Regions from separate parts of the Nomascus leucogenys genome. Here region 1 is linked to region 2. Evidence: chromatin contacts called from public Hi-C data. All regions are on one chromosome and are shown on one strand. Each heading gives the region's core, a stretch centred on a gene start, on an enhancer-like site or on the middle of the called end of the contact. The rest is flanking DNA. Distances are from core to core; before and after follow the strand shown.

Region 1 (2,919 bases), core at 264-2,763, 390 kb before region 2:
TCTGTGACTTCCATTCCCATCTCATTGTTAATTACTCTAAAACTACCCTAAATGGGTCCTTTTCTCGACTTCCTCTCTGGCAGTTTCCCTCTCAGGCAAATTGTTTTCTCACTTATCTACTTTTGAGTAGTAATAGAAAGTATGGGCTTTGGAGTCAGAATACTTGGCCTTGTATTTCTTTCTTTTCTGTACAGACAGGGTCTCTTGCTTTATTGTCCAGGCTGGTCTCTAACTCCCGGCTTCAAAAGATCCTCCCGTCTCAGCTTCCCAAAGTGTTGGGATTACAGGCGTGAGCCACCGCACCCAGCTTGTATTTCAGCTGTATCACTAATTGATCACTTATCACTAACCTTATGACCCTAGCAAAAAAAACTTAACTCTAAATCATAGTTTTCTCATCTGTAAAATCGGGGAATTAGGGATAAGTACTCACGATTACCTATTTAATACCTTCCTGTCAACCCTCAAGTTCCACCTCCATGATGCATTCTAAGTATCCCTCAGCTTTCTTGATCTCCCCACCCCACCCTTAAATGCTACATTCTCCACAGGCTTGTGTATCCCAAACTTGCTGACTAACAACACAAACCCCCAACCCACCACTACTCCTTCAAGTAGGCTAAATATTGAAGACTGCATACAGACTACACGTTCTGGAGGTCCTTGGTCTTGGCCTTTGTTAAAGCCTCCGCGGCCACCCCCTCGTCCAAAGCCTCCCCTGGCGCCGCCTCTGAAATTGCCGCCGCCTCCACCGCCGCCTCCACCTCGGAAGTGGTTGCTGCTGCCGCCTCGGTTGAAGCCGCCACCTCCAGCACCTCGATTAAAGCCTCCACGACCTCCGCCTCGAAAAGACATTCTCTCTCCTCCCTGATGAAAAAAAACGACCAGTGTCTTCGGATCACTGTAGTCTCTGAGTACACTCCAACCCTTCGGAGCCGCGGTGAGAACACCATAAAGGGGACAAAAGCAGCCCTGTCACCTCACCCACGGTCAGACAGCCAGTGAGGACCACCAACCTGATGGGTGAAGAGTTTACTTCTCCATGGTCTCGTGAGCGCCGACCGACCACACACCAGCCTTGCAGCCCCAGGATTAGTATCTCCTCCCCCTACAGACAGCAAGGTCTTCGCACCGCACCCCCTTCCTTCCTCCCCCGCTCCCTCCGGCAGCTGGGTTCCACATCCAGCATTTTCAAACCCTCCGGCTTCTACGGCCACTCACCGGCGCCACGTGCCCCTCTGGCCCTGGCCTTGCGCACACACCCACCCTCGGGGTACTTCCGCCGCGCTGGAACCTCCTCGGCTACCGTAACGCCACAGAGTTTTTTAAAGACCAGAAACTTGAATAACTGGTTTGCAAAAAAAAAGCCAGTCGCCCGCGGAACAAGCAACACTGGTTCCAAAACAGCCTTTAGCGCTGGAAAAGTGGCAATAATAGCTAACCTTAACCACTAATTTATAACAGTGAGGTCAACTTGCCTAACGCTGAGACGTGGAAGTGACGTATAACAGCGGCGTCCTTTGCAGCACTACGTCCCGGAAGTGCTGCGGCAATGTTGCTCTTGGAGATAGCTGGAGTTAGGGATCCGCCTTCTCTCCCAGAGGCGGGGCAGGTTTCTGTTTGGTTGCCGCCATGACTGCCAGAACTAAAGCACCTTGCAAGGAATGAGGTTGGTTCTTGAAGTCCGTGCTGACTGGCTGGGCGCATTTGCGCATTTGCTTCTCAGGCTGCGAAATGATCCGCAACAGCGCTCACGAGTTTGTTGCTAACTTCAGCAACTGTGCGGACAGGTCTCTGAGGCCTCTGAGCCGCGCTAGGTCCAGTAGATCTGGGCGTCTCAGAACCTGTCACAGCCGACGGAAGCGTTTATCTGAGTTTCTTGTTTCTTCCCGACCTTTTGATTTTCGCACCATTGCGCGCTCAAATATGCCTCTTTTTTTGTCCTATGGTCTCAACTAATTAAAGGAAGAAAAGCAATGCATGTGTGTGTGTAATTTTAAAGAAACTATGCTGCCTTATAGAAAACCAAGCCATCATTTTTATCTTTTGTACCAGGTATTCAAGTATGTTTTGAGCACCGACGGGCTGTGAAGCGGACTGTGCTGGAAGCTCCTCTTCCTCTTCTCTCCTTAAGCCCTTTATATTTGACATCAGCTTCCCCCACATTCTCCAAAGCTTCTCTCACAAATAAAGGTAATGATTTCCCATTTATTAAATTTGGTTGGAGTCTTTTACACCCAAACCCTCTGAGACCTTACCTTGATATTTGACATCGTGTTTAGAAGAGGGGGGAACTTGGTACCTATCTAATTGAGAGGGTTATTGTAAATGGGATTTTAAAATACCTTTGTAGGCGGGGCGCGGTGGCTCACGCCTGTAATCCCAGCACTTTGGGAGGCCAAGGCGGATGGATCACTTGAGGTCAGGAGTTCAGGACCAGCCTGGCCAATACGGTGAAACCCCTTCTCTACTAAAAATACAAAAATTAGCCGGGCATGGTGGCGCACGCCTGTAATCGCAGCTACTCGGGAGGCTGAGGCAGGAGAATCGCTTGAACCCGGGAGTCGGAGGTTGCAGTGAGTCGAGATCACGCCACCGCACTCCAGCCTGGACGACAGAGCAAGACTTGGTCTCAAAACAAACAAAAAACAAAATAAGTGAGAGAGGAAACTTTACTTCTTCCTTTTCTTTTAGTTTAGTAAATGCTGCAATTTGATGTTAACGAATGTTGGTCTTTTTATGGGCCTATATATTATTTTTGAAACAAAAAATGAAAATTACCTATTTAGTGTGAAACCTTTGCTTGTCTTTTGCTGTGTATTTGCTCAATTCTGAATTGAACTTGAGATTGTCACACACAGATTTCATTTTCAACTGAAATGAGATGATTTCTGTCTTTACTCTTAAAACTTAGTAAGA
Region 2 (3,029 bases), core at 413-2,912:
TAGTTCCTTCATAAAGCTATTTTAAAAACAAACAAAAACAAGAACTTATATTAAGGTTACAAGAACAAATCACTGCTCACAAATAGTATTTTTACATTTGCTCGGAACAGGTGTACAACACCAATAACACTGGTCATATCCAAAAGCCATTATAGTAAACAATGACTACTGAGAGTACAGCATGTAATACTGATAGGTAAGGCTGATCCAAAGAATATTAAGGCTAAAGTATCACTCAACCTCTGATCCTCAGGACAAACGATACACTTCATGTTTGAAAAGCATCAGTTGTAAAACTTAGATGTTGGTTAACCTAATTCATAAAGTCCAGCAGATTTTCATTAGGAAATTAGATAAAACAGGTCAATCATCTGGAGAGTACTAACGTAGTTTGGTTCTCGTACCAGACAGAGGTATTTTTCTAAATTCAGTCAATTACTTTCCAAGGTTCTCACCTGACATAATATCAAGTCTATAAGGAGAATTCCCCCACTCTTGGCCCCTATCCGCGAACATTCCAAATCTCAGCATTAGGGAATGCATATCCTACAGACGATCATTTTGCAGCCTACTAAAAGCCCACGACCTTAATATGAAAGCGGCTTTCGTGTTGCATTTGGCTGCTGCCTGTATGAAGGCCCTGCCGCAAAGCAGGGCCAACTCTGGCACGTTTTTCCATCTCTGAAAGTGGAGCTAGGAAAAACACCCAGATCTAAAGATGTTCGTTTAAATCCGTTTGCACCTGCTCCCTTTCAAACACTACAAGCAAACTCCAAAAGCTGGACCAGCAGCCGCACCGGCAATGACAGATCTTGAGGCCGAACTGGGTCAGGGTTAGTTACACTTACATAGCATATTTACACCCTTTTGTCTACAAACTTGAGTGCAAACTTAAGTTTCCTCAAGGCAGCGTGTTCGCTGGGCCTCAGGAACCGAAGCAATTTTCCTGAGACAGGAAGGGCACAATCCACCCTGCTGGGTGGCTGCACCAGCCTTCCCCAGACCACGCACTCAGCGGCCTCGGCTTCCGGCCAGCTCTCGCAGCCAAGGGGTCGCTCGGGGCAACTCGCCCGCGTCCAGGCTGGGTAACTGGGTTTTACTACGTGGGCTCCCAGCTTTTCAGTCGCTCCTACTCGCCCCCGGCGGTTTCGGGCCTGGGGTCGCATTACATAAACAGCCCCGGCCCCAGCTTTCCCAGGCCCCCCCCCCCCCCCGCCACCCAACGCCAGGGGCGTCCCACCCCCGCGCGCCCCGCGCCGCGCCTTCCCTGCCCGCTCCCCGCGCCCAGCCCGGACCCCGCGGCCTCCGCACCGCGCCCGCTCCCCTCCCTCGGGCTAGGCCTGGCCCCGAACGCCCTTCCCGGCCCGCCCCGCCCCGATGTGGCCGCGCAGGCCGCCGAGCCGGTGCTAGGCCCCGCGCTCCGCCCGGGCCGTCCGCCTCACCGTTCTGCTGGTGCGGCGCGGGGCCCGGGCCCGCGGGCGCTGCGGCTCCTGAGGCGGCCGCTCCGCCGAACTTGGGCGGGATCCGGGCGCTGGCGGCCGGGTGAGGGGACCCGGCGGGGGCCGACATGACGGCGCTGGTGGCGACGGCGGCTCCGCTTCGGGGAGGTGGGCGGAGGGAAGGGAAGGCGGGGCCGGAGAGGAGAGAGGAAGAGGAAGGAACGCGCCTGGCGTCACTAAGGGTGTCACCCGGGACCGCGGCCCAGGTGCCCAAGCTCCTCCGCGAGCCCAGCGCTGCCGCTCGGCGGCTGCTGCGGGCGCGGGGATCGTGGGTCGCTCCGCCTTGCCCCACGCGCCCCACGCCGCGGGACTTACACCTGGGGTCGCTTCCCGCACGCGCGGGCCTCACGCCGGTGCCGCCGCAGCGCCCCCTGCAGGCCGGAGCCGAGCTGGCCCAGGCCTGAGGCTGGCCCGGGGTTCCGCGGCCCCAGTGCCGGCCCGGCGACTGCTGCTCCGGCCCGGCCAGGCTGCCTTCGTGTTGAGGCGAGAGGCCTGGGCCTCAGTGGGTGAAGGGACCGGGTGGCCCGCTCCCACCTTGGGCAGAGGCTCGATCGGCCGCGGCGAGGCTGGGCCCAGCATTACTGGGAGGGGAACTTGAGAGCCGCGGGTTGATGTACGGAGCTCAGGCAACGACCGACCACCCACCCTTCCTCGAATAGGAACAATGGCTTGGGTTTGGTTTTTAATTTTTGATTCCCCCACCTCCCTTTCTTAATTCCAAAGGAAATATAGCATTCAAGCTCCATGTCTTTTGGGAGTATATAATTCCTTGGCAAAGAAAGAGGAAACATTTCTCTGATAAACACAAGAATCTCAGTAAGAATTGCATTATTGAGAACTTTTCCCACTGATAAAGTAGAGAAGAGGAAGGGGAACATAGGGTAAGGGAGTGCTGGAAGACAAACTTTATCTTTTTTTTTTTTTTTTTTTTGTGAAGTGTTGGTGCATCCTGTTGGTGTTCGGAGAAGTTGTGACTCAGCTTGCTTTGTCTACATTAGTGGAATCTAAGTCTTTCTGGTCTGTCTCAGCACACTCACTGGCAGGCCCTAGACTACATTACCCAAGTCATTTTGCCATCTTGGAATCCTGAGTATGTCATCATTCTGTATTGGAGATGAGATTGCTCAGAAACACTGAATTCAGAATGGGATCTAGGAAGATGGTATTTCTGGAGCAATAAGTCATTTGCTGAATGATTATGCAAAGCATAAATTGCATTGTAGTCTTAGAATAATACAAAGCTTCCCTTTAGTTGTTGCCATAAATTAATAACTGGCATTTTAATGCACTAAATGAACCACAAATAGGATTTTAGTAGTTAGATTTATACCTTTGACTTCTAGGAATTTCAACTACGTTAGAGTCCATATACACAAAAGGGGCAAGCCCTTTTCCACAGCGTTTCCAGCTTCTCCACAGAAACCTAGCCCCACATGAGCAAAAGATCACACTCTGTGCTTCATCAAAGAGATTACACAATTATAGATTCCAGCATCTCCCAGGAGTCCTTTGAATTTGGATTAAGGTCTG

Evidence for each region. A called contact is a pair of places that touch in the nucleus more often than the background predicts.
Region 1: a Hi-C map of a lymphoblastoid cell line shows a contact between it and region 2, with 4 times the contacts expected there. The contact joins the promoter of GAR1 here to the promoter of SEC24B in region 2. A contact is called at or near these places in 2 of 4 Hi-C or Micro-C datasets (a lymphoblastoid cell line and an unstated tissue).

What each region holds. Positions count from the first base shown.
Region 1 is chr18:58,750,576-58,753,494 of Asia_NLE_v1, reverse strand. GAR1 (H/ACA ribonucleoprotein complex subunit 1) reads right to left here and starts at 1,513. Exons shown (of 7, transcript XM_003269356.3): 1 at 1,222-1,513; 2 at 642-867. The coding sequence starts at 855. LOC115831177 (a long non-coding RNA gene) reads left to right here and starts at 1,554. Exons shown (of 2, transcript XR_004026683.1): 1 at 1,554-1,669; 2 at 2,056-2,211.
Region 2 is chr18:58,358,649-58,361,677 of Asia_NLE_v1, reverse strand. SEC24B (protein transport protein Sec24B) reads right to left here and starts at 1,662. Exons shown (of 23, transcript XM_030798127.1): 1 at 1,443-1,662. The coding sequence starts at 1,569. It overlaps LOC101176846 (a long non-coding RNA gene), which reads left to right and starts at 1,622. Exons shown (of 3, transcript XR_004026697.1): 1 at 1,622-1,705.